Linked DNA regions of Hordeum vulgare: all the other regions are linked to region 1. The links are chromatin contacts, called in public Hi-C maps. All regions are on one chromosome and are shown on one strand. The core of a region is the stretch at or near the end of the contact, and the rest is flanking DNA. Distances in the headings are between cores, read along the strand shown. Region 1 holds the start of LOC123440108. Region 2 holds the start of LOC123444134 (pre-mRNA-splicing factor ATP-dependent RNA helicase DEAH7-like). Region 3 holds the start of LOC123444136 (65-kDa microtubule-associated protein 3).

Region 1 (5,112 bases), core at 1,472-3,971:
CAAAAGTCAACACTATATGAAGTTAAATCAAATATTGCAAGATAGGTTGACTTCAAATATAGTACTCGTTCATGGACTAGCATCTGCTTGCATATCTGTACTACTTCGTCTATGAAGTAACCCATATGATGTGATAAAGTAGTGCTCCGTTCCCATAAATCTTACTCTCACCTTACGTGTTATCGGCAAATGTATTTCATTTTGCCCGGTATCGTCTCTTGCATTTTTCTTTCTTTTTGCAGAATGGCGTCTCTTGCATATTTGCGCGGGGCAATTAATGATTTGCCTTTGTCGGTCAAAAGACATTTGATTTTCTTTATGCCAGCTATAATATATACACCCATATATATAATTTGTTCAATAGTAGGCCGGTAGGCAGGCAGGTTGCAAAATTTAAGCCAGTATTCCACAAATCCAGCCAAAAGTCAAGAACTTTGCAATCAAACAGTGAAAACGCTATCGCTGGATGGACTAGACCGTGCCTTGTGGGTTTGTCTTTCCAACGAAAAGTCGGAACCACCCTGTCCATCTCAAAGTCGAATGGAGGACACAAACACAAGAAGTCTGATCACTGGTCACACCGTCAGGCGCCTGATCATCTTGCCTTGTAGAGTTTGTAGTACCACGCACGGCCACGCGGGGTGTAGGTTTCTTTCTAACTGATCAACACAAGTGGATTTTCGCGCTAGTTGGTCGTAATATGTCACTGATCAACAAGTGGAGTTTGGGTGGCTGGTCGTCATATGTAATAACTGATCACAAGTGGATTATACACGCAGCCATGCGGGATGATATGCTACAAGCCATTATACAAGATTATAACTGATTAGCAAGTGGATTTTACGGGATAATGGTATAGGTTTCTTTCTCGTCCAACCGGCCAGGAAGGGAGGTAGGGAGCCCAACCGAAGCCGAACGAACGAACCCCGTCCGGTGACCTGTGGTTGGACCTCAGGAGGCGGGAGTTCACCTTTGCAATCTGAGAAGGTGAAAATGACCTTTACAAAGAATTTTTTTAATCAGTGATTCCGAAGATGAGTAGGTTAGGCCGTTCGGCCCGCTACCGTTCAATTGGATTGATGGAAACCGTCCGATGCGTCGCCGTTTTTGTCAATGTATGCGTACGAAAGGATCCTTCTGCATCTCATCACTCCCTTCTATCTCATCGGCCGCACATGTTCTTTCGTTGTCGCCTCTCGTCGCTAGTCCTCGCTTTTGGTCGCCGTCCTTGCCGGTTGTCCTAGTCGCCGGTAGCAGCCCTCGTTGGTCGTCCTCGTGGCCGTCTTCGCCCATGCTCCCAAGCATCCCCATCTATGGGCAAACCCTAGCTGCAATGGTCCTGGGGACGCATCATGCAATGGCGATGGACGGGTGCAACGACTAGTAACAAACGTCGGTGCGCGACTTAACGGAGGCCAGACTTGAACCGTCGCATACCCATGTGTTGCAACCACTGGAAAAATAGCTTTAATCCATAGATGGAAAACTTCAACCGGGTATGAAGAAAGCTTCAACCGGCACTGCGAATCATGGAAAGATACAACCGTTGACATAAAGTGCTTCAACCTTCGATGAAAAAAGCTTGAGAGAGAGCTTTAACCAAGCGTTGCACAAAATGGAAAAAAAGTTTCAATCATTTACAAAAAATCTTCTATCATGGATGAAAAAAGCTTCAACCGTTGAGGAAAAAAAACTCCAACCAGACGCTACGCAGCCTGAGAAAAGTTACAACCGCTGACAGTGAAAACCGTATATGAGAGAAGTTTCAACCTGCTATAAGCGACATAAAAAGCTTGGGAACAACGACCAGGGGTTATCGAGATGAAGAAGCTACATGTGTTTTTTGGTGGAATCACGAGACGAAAAGCTGCGCAACCAGAGAGGCGATTTGACGGGACCAATGCCAGACGACTGTGATGAGTTGCGACGGTGGTGAGCTGCATTAGCGGCATGGCAGAGGCGAGACGGCGTGCGCCGTGCTTACCATGAGCTGCAGGTGAAGCTGGAACGGCAGCCCCGTGCTTGTAGCATCAGCCGCGACATCGCTCGTCGGCCTATGGTCTTTTGCAGAGAAGTGTGTGGGGCTCGGCTGAAAGTGAAAAAAAAAGAGCTATAACGTTGTGTGGTGAGGGGACCATGAAAACAGAGATAAGGAAAAAAGAAGGTTCACAGAGATCCGTCACACACGCGTCTTAAGTTGAACAAGTTTTTGTTGACGTGCGAAAACCACATCCGGCGCAACTCTTCGACCAGCGCGTCATTTTCAAATGTTTTCCTTTTTTCTAACCGATCAACGAGTGGATTTTCACTAGTTGGTCGTAGTATGTCACTGATCAACAAGTAGATTTCTGCTAGCTGGTCGTCATATATACTAAGTGATCACAAGTGGATTACACGCGCAGCCACGCGGGATGATGTGTTCCAAGATTATCACTGATCAACAAGTGGATTTCACCCGGTAATTGTATGGGTTTCTTTCTCGTTGAGGGAGGGAGTAGGGAGCCCTACCGAGCCCGAACGAACGAACCCCCGTCCGGTGGCCCGTGGTCGGTCGGCCCCACACGCAAATCCTCTTAGACGACGACGCTAACACACCTGGCCACCACCACCATCACCACCCCACTCCTCACTCAGCTCTCCTCTCGCTACCCACCACGCCACCGTCGTCACATCGCCCATCGCACGCGTTTCCCCACGCCACCGCTATATATATCCCCAGCGCAACGCAGCCACACACACGCACCGAGCCATCACCAACTCCCATTCTCATTCCTCGCACTCTCTCTTTCTTTTATCCCCTTTATCCTTCCTATCCCCGACCCCTCTTCGGCATGGGGAACTTCGCGTCCTGCACGCTGGCCAGGATCCCCGGGGCGGCCAAGGGCGCCAGGGTGGTGCTCCCCGACGGCGGGATCAGGCTGGTCAGGCCCCCGACGACGGCGGCGGAGCTGATGCTCGAGGCGCCGGGGCATTTCCTGACCGACGCGCGCGCGCTGCAGGCGGGGCGCCGGATCGAGGCGCTCGCGGCTGACGAGGAGCTCGAGCTCGGGGGCGTCTACGCCGCCTTCCCCATGAAGCGGCTTGGCTCCAAGGCCGCGCCCGCCGACGTGGCGCGCCTGGCCGCCGTTTTCGCCAGGGAGGCTCACGCCCGGAGGCCAGCTTCGGCCAAGGTGGCGGCCATCGTCGTGGCGCCGCCCGATGTGGCCTCGGTTGCCGCCGAGGCGGACATCGCGCCGGTCAGGGCCCCGCGGTTGGATGAGATGGCAGTGGACGACGAGGCGGCTGCGGCGGAGATCGGAGAGCTCAAGCAACGGATAAGCGGCGGTCGCTTGTCGAGGCGGCGACCGACGTTGGAGACCATACACGAGGAGAGCTACGCCGCACTAGTATGCTAATAATGCAACACAAGTCCAGTAGCCATCTAACAAAACGAGAGATGGCAAAGGCCTTCTCTCGTATTCTTATTCTTTTTTTCTTTTCTTTGACCATGTGTAAATATTGCTGCCTGTTTTTTCATGTATTTTTGAGCGATGAAAGGGCAATTGAACCCAAAAAAATTAATGGTGGGCAAGTAATGAATGAATGAAGGAGATCCAACATTTTTTTATCAATGAGTCAAGGAGGTCGAGAAATGCTCACTTACACATGGCCACGGGCAACAGTAGTACTCCCTCCGTTCCTAAATATAAGTCTTTTAACATATTTTATTAGGAGTCTACATACGGAGCAAAATGAGTGAATCTACACTCTAAAGTATGTCTATATACATTCGTATGTAGTCCACTAATGAAATCTCTTTAAAGACTTATATTTAGGAACGGAGGGAGTATAATTCTACTAGTGTCTTTTGTTTTCTTGTTTTGTTTTACTATTAATATCAACTTCAAATTTTCCTTTTGTTATAACTCAACAAGGACAAATGATCTTTCTTTGTCTAAAGGATTCATATGTATATACAACGCGGAGCCGCCTCGCGGTGAACCTGGACAGCCCAAACAACAACTTTCATTGAAATGTTATAATAAAACTTGATGATTTTGTTCGTGATTTTCATTGGCGAAATGTATATATAGTTTCATGTTCTTTTGAAAGAAGAAAAACAATATGTATATTTCATCATCTTTTCGAAGAGTACAATTAGTTATTACATGTTTATTTTCCATCACGGAAATCTTCCCGTTTAGTTTCTTGAAAGAAAGGAAAGATAACAATAATTGTATACACCAAGAAATGGGCCAACCCCAATAAAAAAACACAACGCTGTGGAGAGCTAGAAGTTTTGATTAGCTAGTTATGTCAAGCTCTACATGGGTCATTCAATCACCGAATTGATAGGCTCTTGGCAAAACTTTTTATTTCAATAAAAACAATCATGCATTGCACATTTCATATGTTTTTAAAGGTACATCTCCAGGCTTCTAAAATACAATAAACTTACTAGAGGTACATTCTAGGATAATATATTATCCCCCAGATTTTAGACATAAACCAATTTTTACCCATGGTCAATAGCACCTCTGTTTTATGTTTTTATCAACTTCAATTAGACCCCCCTTTTATTATGGTTCAATAACAACAACGAACACTTCTTCATGTGAAGGTTTAATGTTCGTATATATATATATATAAGTTAACGGCCATTTATCTCACAATCTAATTTTTGACTAGGAAAACCGTAGAACAATAGTTCTACGGTTTTTTAATTAAAAAATAAAATATGAAACAATTACAAGCCATCAAGAAGGCCCAAGTCTCTTAACAGATCAATCTATACCTGTTCTAGGGCCACATTCCTTTATATTACAAATTATTATCTATCCATTGTCTGAACTGCAGAATATGCTTTTCCTTATTTTGAATTGTAATACATTAAGATCTTGTTTAAAGAAGTATCTCTGCCCTTGAAGTGTCTGGGTGGTACTCTAAAAACTTTGCCATTTCTTTGAATCCAGATGTTCTAGCACCCTAAAATGATAATTTCTGTGGAAAATTGATTGGGAGGTTGTTCTGATGCTTGCATGAGTCCTTCATATACAGATGTTCCCCCCTCTTTCCAGGCAGTAGTGAGTACCAACAATCCCGTGCAAAATTACAATCTCACAAAATATGCAT
Region 2 (5,112 bases), core at 1,184-3,683, 450 kb before region 1:
TTTGTAAGGCCACCAACATTGTTCAAGGCACCCAACATCCAGAGCTGGTACATGGAGCTGAGGATATTCTCCTTGGGAGGTGGGTCCATGAAGTCAAAATCAAGCAAATTTTTGACTTCAAGGGATTTCAGTAAGAGAACCACATTCGCAAGGTTGGTCCTTTGGATCTCTGGCACGGGGTTAGGGAGCATCTCATTCTGGTAAGCTGATTCCGTGAACAGCCTGTAGCATGTGCCAGGACCAGTTCTTCCTGCACGCCCTGCACGCTGGTCTGCGGCTGCTCGACTGCATGGAAAAACCTGAAGAGCGTCCATGCCCATCCGTGGATTGTATACCTTCATCTTTCCATATCCAGTATCGATGACATACAAGATACCATCTACTGTCAGGGATGTCTCAGCAATATTGGTAGCAACAATGCATTTGCGAGTGCCCTCTCCTGCCTTCTGAAAGATCTTGGCCTGCAAGTCAGCAGGCAACTGTGAATAGACAGGCAGGATTGAGAGCTTGCCTACAACTTTGGTGGATGATGAAATTAGCTGCTCCATGCGCTCAGCGAGCGCATAGCAAGCAGTCTCGATTTCTTCCTGCCCGGTCATGAAGATGAGAATGTCGCCAGGGCCACTCGTTATGTGGATTGTGATGGCCTGCTTCACTGCCACTTCCACATAATCTTCACATGGTGTTTTGCTGTACAAGATATTTACTGGAAATGTCCTTCCAGGTATGTGAAATATAGGCGCAGAACCAAAGAATTTTGAGAATTTGTCTGCATTTAGTGTTGCAGATGTGACAATTAACTTAAAATCCCGTCGACGTGCAACAACCTTCTTCAATATACCAAACAAAACATCGGTGTTCACTGATCTCTCGTGTGCTTCATCCATGATGATAACCCGATATTTGTCCAGGTCAGCATCTTTCAAGGTTTCACGGAGAAGCACTCCATCCGTCATGTACTTTATTTTTGTGTTACGACACGTGACATCCTCGAACCGAATAGCATATCCAACTTCTTCTCCAAGCACGGTTTCCATTTCGTCACTGACACGCCGAGCAACACTCATGGCAGCCACACGTCTTGGTTGAGTGCAGCCAACAAGGCCAGTTCTGGTATATCCATCCTCATGCAGATATTGAGTCAGCTGAGTAGTCTTCCCAGAACCAGTTTCACCAACGACCACAACCACTTGATTTTCCCGCACAAGTCCGAGCAGGTCATCCCGGACAGAAAATATGGGAAGGTATTGCCTTTGTTGAGAAAGAGATTTCGATTTTGCAAAATCACTGACTGCTTCTGCCTTTTCCTTCAAGTGTTGTGAAAACTTCAGCTTCTCTTTGAAGTCAACATCACCTTGGTCACCAACAAGCGCAGTGTCAGCATCAACCTGTTGGGCTGTTTTCTCAACACCCAAAATATGTCCTAGCTTAGATCCAGCAAGCTCCCAGAAGCGTTGCCTTGACTTGTTCATACTCTGCTTTTCACGAATTTCCCCAACCAAAAGAGAACCTTTGCGCGCAATAATAGCCATGTCAGATGTTGGGTCCTTGAGTGGCATCACAGGCTCTGCTTGTTTTGCGAACACAACTCGTTCGTCGAGGAGGAATGGGGGTTTCGTGTCATGAACAAGCAGTACCACTTTACGCTCATCCTCGTTGTCAAATTCCGTTTGCACCTCTGTTCTTCTAACAGCCCCGGATCTGAACAACTGCCTGTTCTCCCACTGAGCATTCTCCGCGGTAACCTCTGACAACCTTTTGCTCTGAGCAAGAGTCATCAGACTGCCATCCTGGCGAGTCAGCTTCTTGGATAACTTTGATTTCTTATTTTGATGAAATGAAGCATCGTCTCCAGGATAACTACCGGCATTGAATAGAATGCTGTGTTCTTCGCAGCCATACCATGTTAGATCAGCATTGTAATCCATCTCTAGCATCATCTCCTCAGTGACCTTGAATTTTATGTCAGCTGTTGGGGGCCTTGTACCAGCTTCAGTGCCCTTGCACGAAGAAGAAGTCCTTCTTGAGGAGGAGCCAGACGGGCGTACGGTCGCGGCAGGCAAAGAAGAAACGTTGTCCCAAGGGGATGGTGCCGGATGTTGCCGCTGGGATGCCGGTGGACCATCACGGTACTCCCGGCGAGGTGAGTCCCATCGGCGGCGGCAATCGGCTCTCGCGATTTTTCCTGATCTGTGCTCAGCCGCCGCTTCTTCTTTCTTGTGGGGACGAGGCCTGGATGCATTGCTGCCTTGTGCTTCCCGTTTCCTCTTTGCTAGGACGTCCAAACCTAGAGCGGAGCTCCTTGGGCGATGCGGCAGGATCGGACCGCCCTGCATCGCGTCCAGGTGAGGGATCCGATTGTTCGTTCTCGGCAAGCAGGAAGAAATGGAAAACGGAACGGATGGATTGAAGCAAGCTAGGGCTTACTTGGCCTTATAACAACGTAGGGATCCAATCGCGTCCTGAACGACTGATGGGAGGAGGAGGAGTTGCTCCGGCGGCCGCGGACGAAACGGCTCCGGCGGCGACTGGTTCTGCGAGCCGCGACGGGTCTGGAGCGAATTTGCTTGGGGTTGGGACTTGGGTGGGTGAGTCCGTATATATTGGTCAGCTTGGCTAGACCGATACAAGGGAAAGACTCCGAGTTGGAAAGTTCCGTGGAGACGGGATACGTACCTGTCCGGGGCTAAAGGGGATCGGCTCCCAACTGGGATCATCAACACGTCTAAAAAATTAAGTCATGCGAATCAACTTATAGTTTTTTTTAACACCTTCAAAAAACTAAACCGATATATCATTTTAAGATTTACAAAGTCACAGTAGACACCTCGTTATCTCTAAAAATCATGAAATAAATTAGAAACAAATACGAACATGACGACTTGAACCCGGTTGTGCTGGGGATATCACGATCCCTCTAACCATTCAATCATAGGTTAGTTCGCGAATCAACCTGGAGTTAGATGGTTATAAAGACTGTGATATTTTTAACCCATCAAATTTCAAGTCCTTGTGCTTACATTTATTTCTAGATTTATTTCAGAATTTCAGACGATGCGCGTACGATGACTTCATAAATCTTAATATGATATACATTTTACAAAGGCACCACACGTGTCTCGCAGTTGACATGAAAAACCTCTTTCACTGATAACCATTTTCGAAAGACTGGAGTAAATTTAAAAATAATGCGAGCATAAATATCACGTCTACGACATAAACCCTAATCGGCCAGGATAACTATCCTTCTAGCCGTTCGTAAATGTCATTTTTAGGTAATTTTTAGATTTTATTTAGAACTTGTTTGGGATTCATCCGTTACAAACCCTAATCGGCCAGGATAACTATCCTCGTAAATGTCATTTTTAGATAATTTTTAGACTTTATTTAGAACTTGTTTGGGATTCATCCGTTACCAAATCTTGCATAGTTCTTTACGGCATCTTCAAACCGGACCTTGAAATTGTGTGCATATGTCCAGACCGTATGGTCGGGGCGTGTTGTGTCATCCAACATGGGTCTCTATCTGTCCGCTGAACGGTCCGGACTTACTTTTTTCAACAAACACAAGACACATTAGGGGGCTTTGCGGGAGTTGAAACTGCAAACACGTATGACTCCGACACCCAAAACCCCTTCCGGAGTTCGTGCCTCCATCCTCTCATTTTCTCTCCTTCCCTTTTCTCTTTTGCCCGTTCCGCTACCCCGTCCGACTCGGCACACGCATGCCGATACTCAACAAGTCTGTGACCTCCAACGATACACCCAAGCTCCATGCCACTTCTCGTGTACCGTCAGGACGAGCCTCTCCTCAGACCGCCGCTCAGGTACGATCCACACCTACGCTACTCACCATGCCCAACAAGTATTCATTGAATTGCTCGAGCTAATTTTTTTGCCCATTCTTATTTGAAGCAATGGATTCGGATATGGAGTACATATACGAGCATTATATTGAGTCGTCACATGGCTCGCGTGATGAGAAAGACTACACTGATGAGATGGCTATGATGCATGTGGTCCATGCAGACATGCAGCGTGCGGAATAGCATGTTCTCAATTTCAAAGGATCGATCAATGGTCACTGAGTGCTCAACCGCAACAGGGCGCACGACCATTTGACGCTGATGTCAGATTACTTTGCCCTCAATGCCCTCTTCGCTCACAATCTTCGTCAAATTTTCTAGATGTGAAAAAATGTCTTCGCTCGTCTCTACCGTGGGGTCGGGTCCTTTGATGACTACTTCATCTTGAAGAAGGACATTGGGGAAAGGATTGGATTCTCCAGTTACCAGAAGTGCATGGTTGCACTGAATATGCTTGCATATGGCACGTGTGCTGATTCATGAGACGAGTATGTACGAATATGTGAGAGCACATGCGGATATGACATGGTCAGGTTTGCAATTGTCGTGGTGTCGTTATTTGGACCTTAATACCTAAGAAAACCAAATGTCGCAAACACCTAGAGGCTCTAGGCAATCTCAGAAGCAAGAGGGCGGCCAAGTTTGCACGGATCTCTTGACTGCATATGCATTGGAGAAGCTCATCCCTGCCACTATACAATCAATATGCATGAATACAACATGGGTTACTATCTAGTTGACGGTATCTATCCTTCATGAGCTATCTTTGTCAACACCACCCAGTTGGTGAGAGAAAATCTCACTTTGCCCACGGGCGAGAAGCAACTAAAAAGGATGTTGATCTTGAAAATATACCCTAGAGGCAATAATAAATTGGTTATTATTCTTCTTCATGATAATCATTTATTATCCATGCTAGAATTGTATTGATTGGAAACTCAAATACATGTGTGGATACATAGACAACACACTGTCCCTAGTGAGACTCTAGTTGAATAGCTCGTTGATGAAAGATGGTCGAGGTTTCCTGGCCATAGACAAATGTTGTCACTTGATAATGGGATCACATCATTAGGAGAATGATGTGATGAACAAGACCCAAAATATGAATGTAGCATATGATTGTGTCAGTTTATTGCTATGGTTTTCTTCATGTCAATGTATATGTTCCTATGACCATGAGATCATGCAACTCCGGGACACCGGAGGAATACCTTGTGTGTATCAAACATCGCAGCGTAACCGG
Region 3 (5,112 bases), core at 1,414-3,913, 280 kb before region 1:
GAGCACACGGCGTTGTGGCAATGGAGGAGCCGAGCCTCGGCTCGTGCGGCCAGGGGAGCTAGAGGCACGGGAGAGCAGCGAGAACGGGGGGAAACGGGGTGGCTCATGTCGGGTCCGATGGCGTCATCGACGCTCCTCGACGGGGTCCCTCCTCTCATCCGCCGCAATCTTCCTCCCCTCAGCTGCATTCCTTTCCTCTATTTCTTGTGAATTGAGCATCTTCTTCTCTCCGGCATACTCCTTGCGTGCATTCACTATTGCTTCAAACCCATCTTTGAGATCATTATCTCCTAGTTTTGAGCATTTCTCTTTTTTCCTTCCATCCGGCCTCTTTGTCTTGGGTTTGGCAACATTGTCTTCACCACTTCCATCATTCTCATCATCTTCATCAACCGCCACTGCCTTTCTCTTGTTTGGAATCTCATACAAATCCCTATTGTTCAACTTCTCATTTTCAAGATCACTCCAACAATGATGTAATGTAAATGGTTTCCCTTTCTTCTTCTTATCTCCTTTCTTCCCTTTTCCTTGGAATAAACCTTGAGAAATGCTTACCTACATGAAGTATAAATCAAATTGTGTTAGACATAAAATAGAAAGCAAGTGCAACACTTACATTAAATAGAAAGAAAGCAAGGAAATTTCACCTTATCATCGTAGTTACAACCACTTGGATTCATTTTTTCCACATTTGCCAAACAAGAAAACCACTTTTGACATTCACTATTAATAGTGTTCCATCGACGACGAAGGAAAACAGACGATCGTACAACCCCGCTAGTGTTTCGCTCATAAAAAAATTCCTTCCTCCTCAACCATTATGCGTTGGACGCTTGATCGGTTCCAACAACCGCATCAAGATAAACTCTCTTCGATGCCGCGCAAATCAACACATCTTATTCATTGCTATAATTCCTACCTCTACCCTTCTGGTTAACAAAACCCTCACCTTCTATGTGAGGATTATCTTCACCATCATGTGCTTCAAAATTTTGACTAGGAAAATCTTGAGATGGAAACTCTTGATGGCCAACATTTGTTCATCATCAATGCTACATTATAAACATGTTTTTTTAAAAGATGGACAACTAAATCATATAAACTACATGCTAATGAAAAACATGAAATTTTTTTTACCCTTCTCCACCAAAGAAGGGATCAATTGTCGACGACGTTGGCGTGGCTGTCACCTCCGACAACGTTGGAGTGGTTGCCACCTCCGATGGCGGTGGAGTACTCTCCACGATCGAAGGAGGCTGACTAGCCGCCGTAGACGCCGCCGCTCCAGCAGCCTCTACGATCGCCTACTTTGACCTAGATGGTAGTTTCTCGACGACGTATCCTCCTAGTCCATGACTGGCCATGGGTTTCTTCTTCGTTTCACTGACGGCGGCGACATGTCGGGGAGGAGCAAAGTCGCTGCCTCTAGCACGACCGTCGGGGGGAATGGGGGCGGCAGAAAGTGGCGGAGCGGCCGCGCCGACGAGAAGAATCAAACCGACGGTGGGCGCGACACCCGCGAGGAGATTGAAGGCATCGACATCACGGCGGAGCACCGACGGCGCGACAGATCACAGAAGGTGAGGGGGCGGGATGAACCTTTCGAGCGGCGGTTGGAGTCGCGCGCACAACTTTCGCGTTTTATTCCACCGCTCGTGGTGATGTATATATGGGTCACCGAAGTTATTTTTTACACCGTGTCCTAATTTTTTTCCGCCAAATTTACATCACGGGCTGCTATTGGAGACCACTTTTTGGCCTGTGGTGATGCAAAAAACTGTTATTTATTGATTTGCATGACCTATTGAAGATGCTCTTACGTGCCCCTCCCCCACCTCGCATGATTTGTCTAGTCGATTTGGCAGAGTGATGCCTCACATTGACAATGAAAAACACTCTAGAAGGGGTGGGAGCCATGCAACCTACTTGAGTTGCATCTTTTCCATAAACCCTGGTTCCAACAGCCATGAGGTTTCAAAACGAAAGCGCTTTGACCTAGATAGTGAATCGTTCCTTGACTATAGAAGCAGGGGTGAGTGATTGGGACCAATCCACGTAATGCCACTCCATTACAAACTCTTTTTGAATATATCAAATTTAAATAAGTTCAATTTAGAAAAAGCTAAAATTTCAAACACTCTAATACTATGGGACGGTGGGAGTATTATTTCCACCAAATTTGACTCTTCATTTCCCTCCAACTTTTTGGCTGTGTTTCACGTCTGTGCATCTTACCAAATCCTGTCTCGTCATTTTTGACAGCAAATGAAACAAGTCACTTGCTGATTTGATACGCTGCAACAAAGCATTAACTGTTCCTCCTAGCCAACTGCTGTCACGAACTCAAACTCCTGTCACAAAGAAGGGAAGCCAACCAGTCAGCTCCGCGGTCCACACGTGGCGACCCAGGAGTGGGCCCCGTCCGTCATCGCTACCGGGCGCACGTATCCAACCGGCAGCCGACCTGGCAAGGTCGTCCCCCAACGGGCCGGACGAGCTTCCCATCCGGACCGTCGAATTCAAAACGGAGGCCCCCGGATGCGGCCCCTCCGGCGCCTGCGCAATAAAGATCCCCGCTAACGTCTCTCTGCGGCTGTCCCCTTCCTTTGATTCCTTCCGATTTTTCCAATCCCCCTCCGCTCTTCTTGCCCCCCTCCCCCTCCCCTGTTTCAAAACATTTCAAATCACTCTCCATCTCCTCCTCTCACCCCCCTCCTCCGCACTCTCTCGCTCGCATCCCAGGACCCAGCCGCGCGACCACGACCCCTCCGGCGCTCCCACCGCCGCGTCTCGCCGGCGAATCGCCGATACCGCGCAGAGAGGTAAGCCCCGAACCCCCCGCGGGCCGTTAGAGCCCCGCCCGCGGTTTCCTCGGACCGGATCTGGCTGCTCGCCCGCTCGCTCCCCGTGAGTGTGCGAGGCGAAAACCCTAGCTCCACCGGCGATTACGCCTCCCCGTTCCCTGCTTCGCGGCCGGTTCCCTGCCACGGCGTCCGATTTGATCTTTGACCCACCTTGCAGATTGCCCATGGCGATGGGTGGCGCGGTGAAAGACCAGCAGCAGCAGCTCCACCCGTGCGACTCGCTTCTCCTCGAGCTCAACGTACGCCGCTGCTTCCCGATCCGCAGTGTTTGCTGCGCTGTTTCTGGTTGTTCCCCCCGCGTCTGCCTCCAGGGACTGAGGGATTTTTTTTCCGGTTTCAGGTGATCTGGGACGAGGTCGGCGAGCCCGACTCGGTGCGGGACAAGACGCTGCTGGAGCTAGAGCAGGAGTGTCTCGACGTCTACAGGAGGAAGGTCGACCAGGCCAACCGCTGCAGGGCTCAGCTGCGGCAATCCATCGCCGAGGCCGAGGCCGAGCTCGCCGGTATCTGTTCGGCCATAGGCGAGCCACCGGTTCACATCAGGCAGGTTTGTTCCTGGCTCCACTAGTGTAGCACGCTGCCATCTCGAATACTGCTAATTATTCCTTTGGAAAGAAAATAAAAGAAAAGAAGGGGAATAGTGGTAATTATGGATAGATGATGGAAGGAAAAATTTAGCAGCAATCTGGAAACTGCACTTTGTTTTGTATGCTCTAATAGCTAAGATGAAATAAATCAAATAGGACGACAGCTGGACTGGACTATGTATCCAACACTCCAGTTGGTAGAGGAACCAATAGACAGTAACAGGCCATCACTAACTAAACTCATTTTTTTACTAGTGTTAGTATACCAGGAAATATGTAAATACAACTTCATTTTCCACTTCACTTTGAGTTGAACCAATAAACATACAATTTCCTACGCTTAAACTATTCTACAGCCATTGTAACTAGAATGCTACTGCTTGGGTTATGTGATCACCATTCACTGTATATGCATGACACTCATAATCTGTTGCATCGGAGACTTGACAAACTACTAGACCCTCCAATTCATATTAATATGGATCAAAGAGTACATGAATTCGGCTCAATTCGATGTATTTCGCCAAAAAAGTGTTCAATTTGATGTACATACACCACGCTTGTAATCTGCTGTAACTGATTTGTTTTTGGTTCTGTTATTTTGGCAGTCAAACCAGAATTTACATGGTTTAAGGGAGGAGTTGAATGCAATTATCCCATATTTGGAGGAGATGCGAACTAAAAAGGTTGAAAGATGGAACCAGTTCGTTCGTGTCCTTGAGGAGATTAAGAAGATTTCATCCGAAATCAGGCCTGCAGACTTTGTGCCATTTAAAACTCCTGTGGATCAGTCTGATTTGTCATTAAGAAAGTTTGAGGAGTTAACGAAGGAGCTAGAATCCCTTCAGAAAGAGAAGGTCATCATCACTCCTGCCAATCGAATTCTTTCACCAGTCATACTCTATCCATGCACAGCAGTGCTCTTTTTGTTCAGTGCTCCTTCGTATATATATCTCACTATGTCTTTGTGTTTTTGACAGAGGGAAAGGTTACAGCAAGTGATGGATCATTTGAATACATTACATTCCATATGTGAGGTGCTTGGTATTGACTTTAAACAAACAGTGCATGAGGTGCACCCTAGCCTGGACGAAGCTGAAGGGTCAAAGAACCTGAGCAACACTACAATCGAGAGACTAGCATCGGCTGTGAATAGACTGCGTGAAATCAAAATTCAGAGGATGCAAAAGGTCAGCATTTTCTGTACCATTTTAAGCTTTGGAATATGCGTTGCATTTGCATACCTGAACTCAATCCTTAACTCTGATGACATATGAACCTCTCAGCTTCAAGATTTTGCTTCGACAATGCTAGAACTATGGAATCTTATGGATACACCAATTGAAGAACAGCAGATGTTCCAGAATGTAACGTGCAATATTGCTGCCTCGGAGCATGAAATAACGGAACCCAACACCCTGTCGATCGACTTCCTCAGCTATGTGAGTCACTATTGCTGTGGAGATTCCTCTCATGTTACAGTTGCTATTGCTATCTGTTCCTACTGAGGCATGAATATTCATAGATTGTACTCATAATGTAGGTGGAAGCTGAGGTTTTAAGACTTGAGCAACTGAAAGGAAGCAAAATGAAGGACCTTGTTTTGAAAAAGAAATCAGAACTGGAGGAGCACCGAAGACGCGCACATCTAATTGGCGAGG

What was found. A called contact is a pair of places that touch in the nucleus more often than the background predicts.
Region 2: a contact with region 1 is called in a Hi-C map of seedling, with 2.9 times the contacts expected there. The contact joins the promoter of LOC123444134 here to the promoter of LOC123440108 in region 1. A contact is called at or near these places in 2 of 6 Hi-C or Micro-C datasets (leaf and seedling).
Region 3: a Hi-C map of leaf shows a contact between it and region 1, with 4 times the contacts expected there. The contact joins the promoter of LOC123444136 here to the promoter of LOC123440108 in region 1. A contact is called at or near these places in 6 of 6 Hi-C or Micro-C datasets (leaf, seedling and an unstated tissue) and 1 of 1 datasets of contacts at active chromatin or transcription factors (embryo).

Annotation. Positions count from the first base shown.
Region 1 is chr3H:438,397,151-438,402,262 of MorexV3_pseudomolecules_assembly, forward strand. It overlaps LOC123440108, which reads left to right and starts at 2,722. Exons shown (of 1, transcript XM_045116687.1): 1 at 2,722-3,607. The coding sequence starts at 2,832. The coding sequence ends at 3,395.
Region 2 is chr3H:437,951,201-437,956,312 of MorexV3_pseudomolecules_assembly, forward strand. It overlaps LOC123444134 (pre-mRNA-splicing factor ATP-dependent RNA helicase DEAH7-like), which reads right to left and starts at 2,434. Exons shown (of 1, transcript XM_045120754.1): 1 at 1-2,434. The coding sequence starts at 2,336.
Region 3 is chr3H:438,119,582-438,124,693 of MorexV3_pseudomolecules_assembly, forward strand. LOC123444136 (65-kDa microtubule-associated protein 3) reads left to right here and starts at 2,664. Exons shown (of 13, transcript XM_045120757.1): 1 at 2,664-2,822; 2 at 3,022-3,103; 3 at 3,205-3,411; 4 at 4,060-4,308; 5 at 4,432-4,641; 6 at 4,738-4,893; 7 at 4,995-5,112. The coding sequence starts at 3,029.